Regions from separate parts of the Mus musculus genome. Here all the other regions are linked to region 3. Evidence: chromatin contacts called from public HiChIP or PLAC-seq and promoter capture Hi-C data. All regions are on one chromosome and are shown on one strand. The core of a region is the stretch at or near the end of the contact, and the rest is flanking DNA. Distances in the headings are between cores, read along the strand shown.

The links. HiChIP or PLAC-seq counts read pairs in DNA pulled down with a chosen protein or histone mark. Capture Hi-C pulls out chosen DNA fragments and counts their contacts.
Region 1: a contact with region 3 is called in a promoter capture Hi-C map of liver. The contact joins two enhancer-like sites. A contact is called at or near these places in 2 of 115 datasets of contacts at active chromatin or transcription factors (bone marrow-derived macrophages and effector CD8 T cells) and 3 of 9 other capture datasets (adipose tissue, liver and pancreatic islet).
Region 2: an H3K4me3 HiChIP or PLAC-seq map of bone marrow-derived macrophages shows a contact between it and region 3, with 2.6 times the contacts expected there. The contact joins two enhancer-like sites. A contact is called at or near these places in 11 of 39 promoter capture datasets (the 3T3-L1 cell line, 3T3-L1-derived adipocytes, the HPC-7 cell line and 7 more), 6 of 484 Hi-C or Micro-C datasets (B cells, cerebellar granule neurons, embryonic stem cells and 2 more) and 7 of 115 datasets of contacts at active chromatin or transcription factors (SST interneurons, bone marrow-derived macrophages, embryonic limb bud and 4 more).

What each region holds. Positions count from the first base shown.
Region 1 is chr2:91,830,726-91,834,767 of GRCm38.p6, forward strand. The region is part of intron 11 of Ambra1 (autophagy/beclin 1 regulator 1); the gene reads left to right. Among named protein-coding and RNA genes, the nearest start is that of Chrm4, 89 kb to the right of the region's middle. Within about 2 kb of position 1,761, at least 27 of the 459 cell types and tissues checked have an H3K27ac peak or open chromatin away from gene starts, as enhancers often do. A contact at or near this core is called in adipose tissue and liver, where this site is marked.
Region 2 is chr2:92,203,369-92,207,105 of GRCm38.p6, forward strand. All of the region lies in intron 1 of Phf21a (PHD finger protein 21A), which reads left to right. Among named protein-coding and RNA genes, the nearest start is that of Mir1955, 13 kb to the left of the region's middle. Within about 2 kb of position 2,248, at least 55 of the 459 cell types and tissues checked have an H3K27ac peak or open chromatin away from gene starts, as enhancers often do. A contact at or near this core is called in B cells, bone marrow-derived macrophages and memory CD8 T cells, where this site is marked.
Region 3 is chr2:91,970,290-91,973,904 of GRCm38.p6, forward strand. It overlaps a transcript of Dgkz not described here. Among named protein-coding and RNA genes, the nearest start is that of Dgkz, 22 kb to the left of the region's middle. Within about 2 kb of position 2,127, at least 145 of the 459 cell types and tissues checked have an H3K27ac peak or open chromatin away from gene starts, as enhancers often do. A contact at or near this core is called in B cells, adipose tissue, bone marrow-derived macrophages and 2 more, where this site is marked.

The DNA of each region.
Region 1 (4,042 bases), core at 511-3,010, 140 kb before region 3:
GTTGTTTTTATATTTGTTCGTTTGTTTGGCATAGTTTCACTGTGTACCTCAGGGTGGCCTGGAACTTACTCTCTAACCCAGGTTAGCCTCAAACCCACAGCGAGCCTCCCATTTATAAGTCACTATGAGTAGCTTTTATTTAGATTTCTTTTTAACTAAAAGAAAGCATATGGTGTATCTTAGTTTTAGAAAATATATTATTTGTGTATAAGTACATGATATGTAAATGTGTGGAGATGCACGTGTCATGCACAGCTCGTCCGTTCTGTGTGAGAGGACAGCTTTAGGGTTTGGTTCTTTTCCTTCCACCGAGGATTCTGGGGATCCAACTAGGCTTGTCAGGCACAGTGAACACTTTTCCTCGCTGAGCCTTCTCACTGGCCCACATCTTTTTCCTTGAGTCAGACGGTCATGTCTTTGGATTATTCATTCACATTTAAAGTTATTATTGTGGATTTTTGTCCATCATTTTTGTGTTTGTTTTCTGTATCTTTAGTGTGCTTTTTCGGTTTGAGTTCTCGTACTATGACTTTGTATTACATGATATCATCTACTAGGCCATTTTAATGCCTTCCCTGATTTTCAAAGAACATTTACTATAATTTGCTTGATATTTATATAGACTTGATTGGTGAGATAGGTAAACATTGTTCTCCGTAGCTCTGTTCCCCTTCCCTCTGTTGTGCTGTCCTTGGAATGTATGTAAAATCTAGAGATACTACAAACACAATTTAATTGCTTTTTGTGATCTTGCGCTCCAGGCATCCTGCTGTTTGTTGACTAGTTTGGGTAAGGTGGGCTGGAGAGATGACTCAGTGGTTAAGAACAAGTACTATCCCTGCAGAGGTCCCGAGTTCAACTCCCACCACCCACATCAGGCAGCTTACAACTGCTTGTAACTCCAGCATCCAAGGGATGTCCCTAACTTCAGGCACATGCACATATACAGACATACACAGATGTATATGTAAAATAAATAGTAATAAAATATTTTCAAAACTTTGCTTTTCCTTATTAACTTATTTTCTAGTCTCCTTCCAAACACTATTTCTCATTTGATTATTTTTGTTCATCGAGACAGGGTCTCACAGCTTGGCCTTATGCTTGCAATCCTACCTTACCTTGCCCAAGTGCTGTTTGTGGATATTGTATTACCAGCACTGACATTCTTCCTACTTTCTATAAAACACTAGTGCTCTTTCTTACATGTCTTCCACTTGTCTGTTACATTAGGACTTCCATTCAAGGTCTTTCCACCCTAGTTCCATTCACATCAGTTAACATCTGGGGCTTTCTGATTTTTTAGGAATTAGTATAATTTGATAATCTGATAGCAACAGCATTATTTAGTACAACAAATTGCTTTATCATGCATTATATACCACTATGCACTTGAATTATCATTTTTGGGAAAGATGAATGACAATAGACACAGATGGGCTATCTTGGTATTTAGTACAAATAGAAACAAATACTGATTTTACATTCTTTCTCTCTCTGCTCTGTACACCTCTGGGACACTGTAGCCAGGCAAGTAAAGTAAGTACCACATTCCAACTCAACAACAGTTAAGATGGCTGTTTATAACCCCAGACAAGTGGACAGTCAGTGGTGGTGGTACTGACTAGTGCTGCTTTAATAATTAACCCAATTACCTTTCCTTCTGCTTCAGTGATGAAAGTGAGGGTGATAAAGGGCTGGCTTGGTTGCCTGGGAAATAGTAAATGTTGTACTTCCTGAGAACACAGTCCAGCTGCTGGCCAGCTGCAGGTAGGGCTTTTCTCTTACTTGGCACAGTTATACACTCTTTGATCACAGCCCTTTGCCCTAGACTCTTCTTAGAACACCAGTGAGAGTTTTGCTTATTGAGAACCTACTTTCAAATGTTTATGCTGTGTGCCTGCACTCCTTCAGGCCTTTCTAGGGGAATAAAATTGGGCTTGTCAGTAAACTTTACTGGCCCTTTAATATTTGAAACTTGTTTTTTACCCTTTTTCCTCTTTACCCCTGAGTCCTTTTTGTATTGTCATTTTGAAATACACAGCACTTTATAAATGCTTATTGCCTAGTTGTTTCCAAGGCGCATTGGGTATTTTAAGAGAATTAAATGCTCTCAGGGGGTTTGCAGTCTAGCCAGAGAATGACCTAATTTTGGTTTCTGTATTGTTTTTTGAGGGGTTGAGTTTGTTGTTATTGTTGTTGTTGTTATTATTACTGTTGTTTGTTTGGGACCTACCACTAAAAAATGAATGATTCCTCTAGAATTTCCATTGTTAGTCCAGATAGGTTAGCTCAGGGCCGTGTATAAGTGCTGTATGACTCTTAGTATAATTTGAAAAAGCATAGATTGTGTCCCTATTAATAGTTTGAGTGCGGCTTCAGAAGGGCAGCTGACATTTGCAGTCTGTTGACAGGCGGGCTTTGGAATCAGATTGTCTATTGTGAAATCTTTATTTTACTCCTTTTAGCAGTTTAATCTCTGATAATTTGTTTAACTTTGTGACACAGGTTTTTCATATGTATAATATACCTAAGATAGAGCTTAGCATATAGAGTTAAGGGTTAAATGAATTAGCAAGTGGAACATTCCTAAGCTGAAAATCTGAGCATCAGTAAAGTACAGGAGGAGAGTTTCATACAATATCACCTTGTTTTATGTATAAAATTACTCAGAATATTGTATGATTACCTTTACACTGTGTATACATTGAAGTAAAAGTTTTAAATTTCACTTGGGTCCCAACAATCCATAATCAAGGGGGAAAAGTCTAAAATTCAAAATACTTCTAGGCCCAGAATTTCAAATGGAGAATAATAAACTCACATATGTGAAGCCTTTGGAATAAGACATATGTGACATGCTGTGTGAGGACTTTTGTTGTGGTTTGGTTGTGTTTGTTTCTTTGTTTGGTTAGTTGGTTTTTTTGAAATATATGTGTCTTGCTCTGACTCACGGTGGCCTGGAGCTCACAGTGTAGCTCAGTCTGGTTGTAGACTCACCCTGGTCCTCGTGGTTCTTCCTCCAGAGTTTTGGGATTACAGGCTCTATCCACTATGCCTGCTCTACTGTACAACTGTCATTATAAAATTTGGCCCCGTTGGGCATGGTGTTGCACGCCTTTAATCCCAGCACTCAGGAGGCAGAGGCAGGCGAATTTCTGAGTTCGAGGCCAGCCTGGTCTACAAAGTGAGTTCCAGGACAGCCAGGGCTATACAGAGAAACCCTGTCTCAAAAAACCAAAAGAAAAAAAAAAAGATTTACAAAATAAAATAAAATTTGGCCTCTGTATAAATTAGTCTCCTCATTCATGCTGTTTTGCTCTCTCACTGAATTTTTTTTAATATATGTTAGGGGAAGGGTCTCACAGGGAGTAATGTACAGGCTGCCCTTAAACCCATTATGTAGCATAGGATTACCTTGAATTTATTATCATCCTGCCTCAACCCCTTTAGTACTGAGATTACAGGCATCTGCTTGCACACAGCTCTCTCACAGCTTCTGCATCCCTCAACATTGCTACTCTTCGTAGGTTTTTCAAGGGCTTTCTCTCCTTTGCAATTTTTGAAGAGTTATAAAAACTCAGGAGTTCAGATTCTAGGCTATCAATGTGTTGGTAAATAGAGAGCTTGACAGTTCAGTGTTTGCTCTTGTCTGTATCTGTGTTACCCAAGGGAGAAAGAGGGAAGAAGCCACAAAGTTTACACTTAAGAAGCACTTTTCTGTGCTACTGAAGTACCTATCTGTTCAGCTGTCTAATTATTTGTTGCTATGTAGCCAGGACAACAGAGAATCTAGTTAGGATCAACATTATCTAGGAATTTACCACAAATGCAGATGGAATGTACCCCAGATGCATCGAGCCAGGCACTTTGGTTTTAGGATTTAGGAATTTGTGTTTTAAAATGTCTTCCTGGTGCACTTTAAAATTTGAGAACCACTGTATAGAATAACTCATTAAGCCAGGGGCTCAGGCAGAGGCATAAAGGGTATATATGCTAGAAACTCACGAAGCATTTGTGCTGGAGAGAGAGTTCCTGATGG
Region 2 (3,737 bases), core at 998-3,497, 230 kb after region 3:
AGTGCTGAGATTGAAGGCATGTGCCAACACAACCCGTATTGAATTGTTAACTATATTGTTCACTTGGAAATGTAAAATTTGGAAATTTAATTTTATTATTTTATATTTATGAGTGTTTTGTCTATATGTATGTCTGTGTACCATTTGTGTGCCTCGTACCTGAGTAGGTCAGAAAAGAGGATTGGATTCTCTGGAATTGGAGTTGCAGATGGCTGTGAGCTACCCTGTGAGTCTGGGAATCGAACCCCGGCCCTCTGGAAGAGCAGCCAGTGTTCTTAGCCTCTGAACCATCACTGTAACTTCTAAAATTTGAAAATTAATTGTGGTTACTTAAATTAATGATTATGTTGGGTATAAATTCAGTAGCTTTTAAGGACTATACCAGGGTCTTAAAAATAGGTAGTTTATTCTTTGAGATATACATGAAGACATGTTTTTTTTAATCTCTCTCTCTCTCTCTCTCTCTCTCTCTCTCTCTCTCTCTCTCTCTCTCTCTCTCTTTCTCTCTCTCTCTCTCTCTCTCTCTCTCTCTCTCTCTCTCTCTCTCTCTCTCTCTCTCCATCTCTATGTGTAGTACTGGCTGTCCTGGAATTCACTATAAATATAGACCAGGCAGGCCTTGAATTAAAAAGATGCACCTGCTTCTGCTTTCCATGTGCTGGGATTAAAGATATGTGCTACCCTGCTCAGCAGTTGTTCAAAACCCTTTAAAATTTTATGTTGAAGCCGGGTGTGGTGGCGCGCACACCTTTTATCCCAGCACTCGGGAGGCAGAGGCAGGTGGATTTCTGAGTTCGAGGCCAGCCTGCTTCTGCCTCCAGAGTGCTGGGATTAAATGTGTGCATCACCAGACCCTACAACTTGTGATCTTGCCTCCACATCCTGAGTGTTGGGGTTGTTAGGCATGTACCATTATGCCAGCTCATGTGGTGCTGGCCTTGAACCAGGTCTTCCACATGCTGAGCAAGCACTTTACCAACTGAGCTACATCTCCAGAACTTTAGAAAGTCTGATAATTACTTTTAAATTTACTCTTATAGGTTGTACCTTATTTTGTGTACATTTGGCTGTAACTTTTTATATTTGACACCTATAATCATCATTTTTAGAATTTTAGCGCAGGAAACTGTATGACAGAGTTGTAAATCACCCTGTCGCATACACTTCCTTATGAGTATTCTCTTTGTATTCAGACTGATTGTGTGTTAAGCATTCCTGTTGTAACTTGTAGAGTACTTTGCTGAGCCAGGAATTTGGACTGTTTGTTGATCTTAAACCAGGTACCAGTGATGAGGAGAGCTTAGTTTTCTGCCCCCTGTCTGCTCTTCTCTAGGGCAGTAAGTTGCACGTGTACCTGCAGTGTGGGACCCATTTATTACTAGTCAGTAAAGGTGATGCTAGCCTTACTGAATTTCTTGTTTTATTAGTTTAAATTAGACCCAGAGGGGTAATTATTCCACCCCAATGCATGAAGAAGTCTAGTCAGTGCAAGTTGTGCATTCAAACCCCCATGCAGTGCATGGGAAATGCATCTTTAATGTTATGATGTTGTTTGGCATATTTAGTTTAGTGCAAGGAGTGTACTTGCTTAACAGGACCTTTAATAAGCTCCCTCTACACCAAAGATATACTTTTAAAAATTATACTTAAGGAGACTTTGTAGTATTCCCCAGTAGAGTTCATCTAGAGCAGCAAAAACCTTCTCAAATAAAACTATTCCTTTAACCGGTATTCATTTAAGTGGGTTCCACTGTACTTGGTTTCCATGGAAATAGTGAACAGCTAACGTTATTTATAAGGTGGAAGTAAAATAGGGTGCCTAATGGGACCCCATGCTGCTCTGATGAAGAGACTTAGGGAAAAAAATCTATGCTCATGGGATTTTTTTTTTTTTAAACAAGGTTAATGGAAGCCCTTATTTCAGTCTTCTGTAACAGAACATATTTTTGATTTTAAAGGCTAGCATTACCATCAAGCAAACAACTTCTTTTGCGGTCTGTATTGCTTTCACTTTCAAGTTTTAGGACTGCTTAGCAGGATGGAGGCTGTATGTTTCACACTTCTGTTTCTTGGTGGTTTTATTTGAAAAGTTAGGAGTCCTAGCGTATTGTAATGTTTCAATTTCTCATCAGCACATCTGAGAGTACAGAGAAGATAGATGCTCACTAGTACAGCAGTGATGGTCAAGAATCGATATGTTGACCACACAGGGTTTTTAGATGTAAATTGTACAGGAATCAGATTTAGTCTTTAGGCCTGAGTAAGGGCTCTGTGTATGTCGTCAACTTAGTAGGTGGAAAGGTCCTGAGTTTCTTTTGAGACGTGCACGGGGAAGATTTTAATAACTCTTTTTAAGAAAGTGAATTGTTGCCACTGCCTGTTAGCTAAAATAAATGTCCATTGTTTTAATCTTTGAATTGGATTTGGGAAAGCCTTCTTTTTCTTTTTTTTTCTGTCATTACTTCAACAAGGCCTGCTCTTAGTTTCCTATGCCACACCAAACTTGCCTTTCTAAAACCTCATCAGCTCAAAGAGCATCATTGCCTTTGTGCCTGTGTTTGCAAAGAGAAGGGAGAGAAGGGGGAGAGGGGGAGAGGGAGAGGAGGGGGAGAATTTCCAGAGCCTGAAGTTACCTGCTCATCTTCTAGCCTGGTTAGGCCAGCAGTCCTGCATCTAAGGGAAGTATGGCAGCTCACAGTAAGGTTAAGGAGCTGGTGTTTTATTTAGATTGTTTGGCTGTCAGTGGCAGCTTGGGATCATTATCTGTTTGTCTGGGAAGTTCTGGTTTTCTTGGCTGTCAGGACTGCAGGGTTTCTCCATGTTTAAAAACAGGGTTGTAGTGTACCAGGGAGGAGTTTTTGTGTTGTGTGCATGTTTCTTTGGATAAGCTTCTCACTGTATTTGAGTTTATTGTGCTTTAATTAAAAAACAATTAATTTTTCTTTAAATGTACCCCCCTCTTACTCTCCCTCCCTCCCTCCTTCCTTACTTCCTTCCCTCCCTTCCTCCTTCCCTTTCTTTCTAAGTCTGGTGTTTACCAAGTGACCTTCCTTAGTGGCTTTTATTTGAATTGTAGTTGTGCTTCAGAGACAGGAATTTGGGTCTCTTGCCCCAATTCTGAGATCAGAACTCCCAGGAGTTGCAGTTAGTGTGCTTGCAGGGCCTCTCTGATGTAGAGCTGGGCCTTCCCCCTCCTCCTTAGTGCTGATGGTCTGTGCTCCAAACTCCCATTAGTGTTAATAGGAGGCACTAGCTTAAGTCCCTGTACACCAAGATAAGCCCAGGCTCTTTTATAATGCCTTGTAGATACCTTTGTTGTTTTTGTTGATGATGGCAGGAGCTTTGGTCTTGAGGTTAACTGACTGTTAAGACTGAGTTTGAGTTGTCTTGGGATATGGAATGAATTACTGAGTCTGATCTGTAATTAAGTTTTCACCGTGATTAGACTCAAAACATTTATAGCTTAGAGCTGTAGAAACTTTTGATGATTTTTCTACTTTATAATATGATGAAGCAAGGCCTATTTCTGTTCATTTCTTCTACCACAAAACAAGCGACTTAAACAAGTTTTGTGTATATTGTAGGAGAAGTTTGTAAGTCATGGCCATCGCCATCATCATCACTATACTGTACTGAGAAGATTTCCTCCCTTGCTCTCTGGCCTCTCCATCTCAGGCATCAGCCAGTTGGATACTTTGCAAGCATATTGACTTTGCTGTGCACTGCTGTGATGCTTA
Region 3 (3,615 bases), core at 877-3,376:
ATACTTGCATAGCCCCTGGGAGACTCCACCCTCACTGAGAGGACAGGTGTGCCTGTGGTAGGATGTAGGTGCTGCTGGTGACAGATGGGAATTGGAGAAACCCCTCCAGGGTGTCTTTATGAAAGCTATGAACAGAAAGGAGTCTGAGCAGAGAAAAGGCAGGACTCTCTTCCATTGGGACGGGGGATACAGTACTAGCACAGACAGCTCAGCAGTCAGAGGTGTTTCCAGACTGTCATCATTTGGAAGACACTCTGCCTCTATTAGGATCCCTGCACTGAAAGGAAGAAGGGGCTTACATGGCTCTCTTTCTGGGGTTCAGCAGGGTCTGCTCTAGAGTCTCCCTTCTGGCCCCAGTTTGGATTCCACAAAACCCCTAATGCGGGACAGGTAGGTACCTGACATTCCTCCCACACCCTGGTAGAGTCACAAGCTCAAATTTTAAAGAAATCTTTCAGTCTTTCACCCCCTATCCCATGTCCCATTATCCTTCCCAGATACCATTACTTAGTAAGAAGCCCAAAGAAAAGACCCTCCAGGATGAAAGGCCAGGCCCCTGGAAGCCAGTATGGTTAGGGAAATGGCTTTGGAATGAAATAGATCAGATAAGTTTCTGCTGTGTGATCTTAAGAAATTGTTTGACTTCTCTGAACCACAATAGTCCATGTTTGTGGCTTTCAGGGAACTCCAACCCTGTTGTGCACAACTTCCTCCACAATCATCTGTGGATCTCAAAGGCCTGCAAGAGTCCGTTCTCTTGCCCTACTCCCTTCCACATCACCAAAGAGGTTTCCCAGCCTGGATTGACCCTTGTCCTTGGGCCCTGGTCCTTTATGGCTCTTCTGAATGCCCTGATGTGAAAATGTACTGACTGAGACAAAAACTTCTTTGGCCCTCACTTCTTCCAAAGTGCCCCTGGGAACCTCCTCAAAAGCCACAGCTACCTCCAGGCAGCCTGGGCATACTCAGCGGCTTATGCCATCTGGCATCTGAGCTGCTGGGGACACATCCTCTGGTGAAGCCCTCTTCTGGGCGGCCAACTGCTGCTATAAGGCCTTAGAATGAGTCTATTCCCGCCCTTGGACTCTGAAGGCTCTGGCCTTTCATTCCCTCTTCTGCGTGAACCTGTGACTGGAGGAAAGAGTTCTGGTCAGGGCCTGGGCTCCCGTTCTTGGCAAGGAAGGAAAATGGACGGACCCCCGGCTTCCGGCTTCCTTTGGCAGCAGTCCCCTCCCTCCCCCTGCTCCAGCTCAGCTCTCTGCCCCCGGTTTTTGCATTTTTAATTCGGGACAGAATGTGATCTCTTGCAAGCTTCTTGCTTTATCCTGTTGCTATTTAAATTACAAATCGGCCCCATCTCCCTGTCACTCCAGGGTTATTTTTAGCTTCTGGTAAATAGCAGCAGGGAGAGTAGGATCAGGTGCCCCTCCCTCGAGGAGCTGTGTCCCTGCGGCTCTGTGCCCGCTGCAGGGGGCACCCTCCCTGCCAACTGGCGCCACTAGCCGTCCTGGAAGGGTGGAGGGGAAAGGGGGCAGTGGGGGCTGGGACATGCTCAGTTCCTGCTCTCAGTCTCTGGCTAGCTTTGCTAGCCTCTGTTCCCACTATCACTGCTCAGAGGCAGCATCCACCATCCTTCCTGGACCTCCCTAACCGGTCTTACTCTAGCGAGAGATCTAGGGGGCGGTTCATTACTTCCCCTGTATGCCGCTTGTCTATAATATCCTTCAAGCCGTACTACTGAGTGGATACTATTGTTCCCATTTTCCATATGAGGAAACAGGGTTAGAGGTGAAAGTTTCACAGGCTCAGAAGAGTCAGCGCTGGTTTCCGGGAACCCTCAAACCCTCAGACCCCAAGCCCATGTGCCCATGTGTGGAAATTGCTGCCCGTGTTGGAATGGTCTCTGCCCAGGTGGATTACCGCATCAGTGTGCTGTCTACTGAGTCATGGCTCCAGGGCCTCATCCGACCCACTGCCTGATTGTGTAGGGTCCCGTGAGCTAAGAATGGTTTCAATGGTTTCAACATTTCGAGAAACAGGAAGTACCAAAAGAATAATAGTTTGCGACAGTGAGATGACACGAGTTGTAAAGTTCAGGGTCCGTAAGCAAAACTTAAGAGGAAGCCAGGCGCCCTCATTCCTTTACACGCTGCCTGTGATTGCTTTGTGCACCACTGGCAGGGCTGAATAGCTGTGACAAGGAGCACGTGACTTCCAACGCCTGAAATATTTACTGTCTGGCCTTGTGCAGGATCCTACTTTTGTCGAGGAAAAAGTCTGAGCCTCCGCCTCCTAAGTCCGTGTCAGGCAGTGTGTCGGCAGGGCCAGAGCGTCTGGGCCATGATTGAATCTGTACAGGGATACCTCTGCCAGCCACACCCAGCAAATAATATCCATTGTACCCTCTTTTATCCAGAATCTTTCTCTTTGACGTCTCCATAGGTACAAACAAGTGGTTTTCAAACTGACAGGGCTACCAGAATTACTGGAGAGGTTTACAGATCCAGATCGAGACTCTAACCCGAGTCCAAGGCTTTAAGAAACCATTTTATTTTTTATTTATTTTTTCTTGAGGTCTTAAGAGATTGAACCTAGGATCCCACCCATGCTATGCAAGCACTTTGTCATGGAGCTACAACTCCAGCCTTAAGAATACATTTTAGGAGGCTGGAGAGATGGTTCTGCAATGAGCTGGTCTTGAATAAAACCCAAGTTCAGTTCCCAGGAACATATGGTGGCTCACAACTGCCTGTAACTCCAATTTCAGGGCATCTGACCTTCTTGTCTCTTTAGGATCCTGTACACATCTGGCATGCAGGCTTTCTCTCTCACACACACATTTTTTTTTAATCTTTTCTTAAAAAAATTCATTTAAAAAGACATACTTAGGTGATCTGGTTTGGTACCTACTGGGCATAACATTGGAGGTGGTCCACAAACACAGCATCCCTCATACCCTCTGTCTTCCTTAGCTGGAGTCATCATTGCAAGAAGTCTCTTGAACCCAACCCTAACTGGTTAGGACTCCTTCTGTGCTTGGGATAGCTTCTCCCCAGTCCAGATACACATGTGAGACACATGGGCTCTACATACTGTCCTGCCCTTTCTGATGGGATTTATTGGAAACTAGGTCCCCTTTGACCCTTCTCAAATCCAAACTTGTTTTGTTTGCTAGCTTATGATGGCTCTGGAAAGAGCCCAGAGGTACTTCTCGTCAGGCCCCTCCTCCCTAGCATCTTCTCCAATCCTGCTGAAAGCCCCTGTGGTCCTCACTTGCGTCAGAAGCAGCCTGGCCTCAGTCCTGCTTCCGCTTGCACACACCCACCCACCCTCATATTCATTGCCCCCACACTTCTGCCTGAAAGCCCTTTCTCTCCGTGAAGGGCTTTCAACTGCTTTTCTTAGCCACTCCTCACAGCAGGACTGGAGGTTTAGCTGTGAGCTAGAGCTTTATGAAAGTGGCAGGCAGAGGATGTGAAAAGGGTCACGGTGGGCCTGAGCTCCTGACAGCCCTGGGACAGCCTGGAAGAGAGTGCAGCAGGCCTCTCCGGATTTACACCTCCTCCTCTACCACAGAAGGCTCAAAGGGCCTAGAGCTGCATTCTCTTTCCAGAC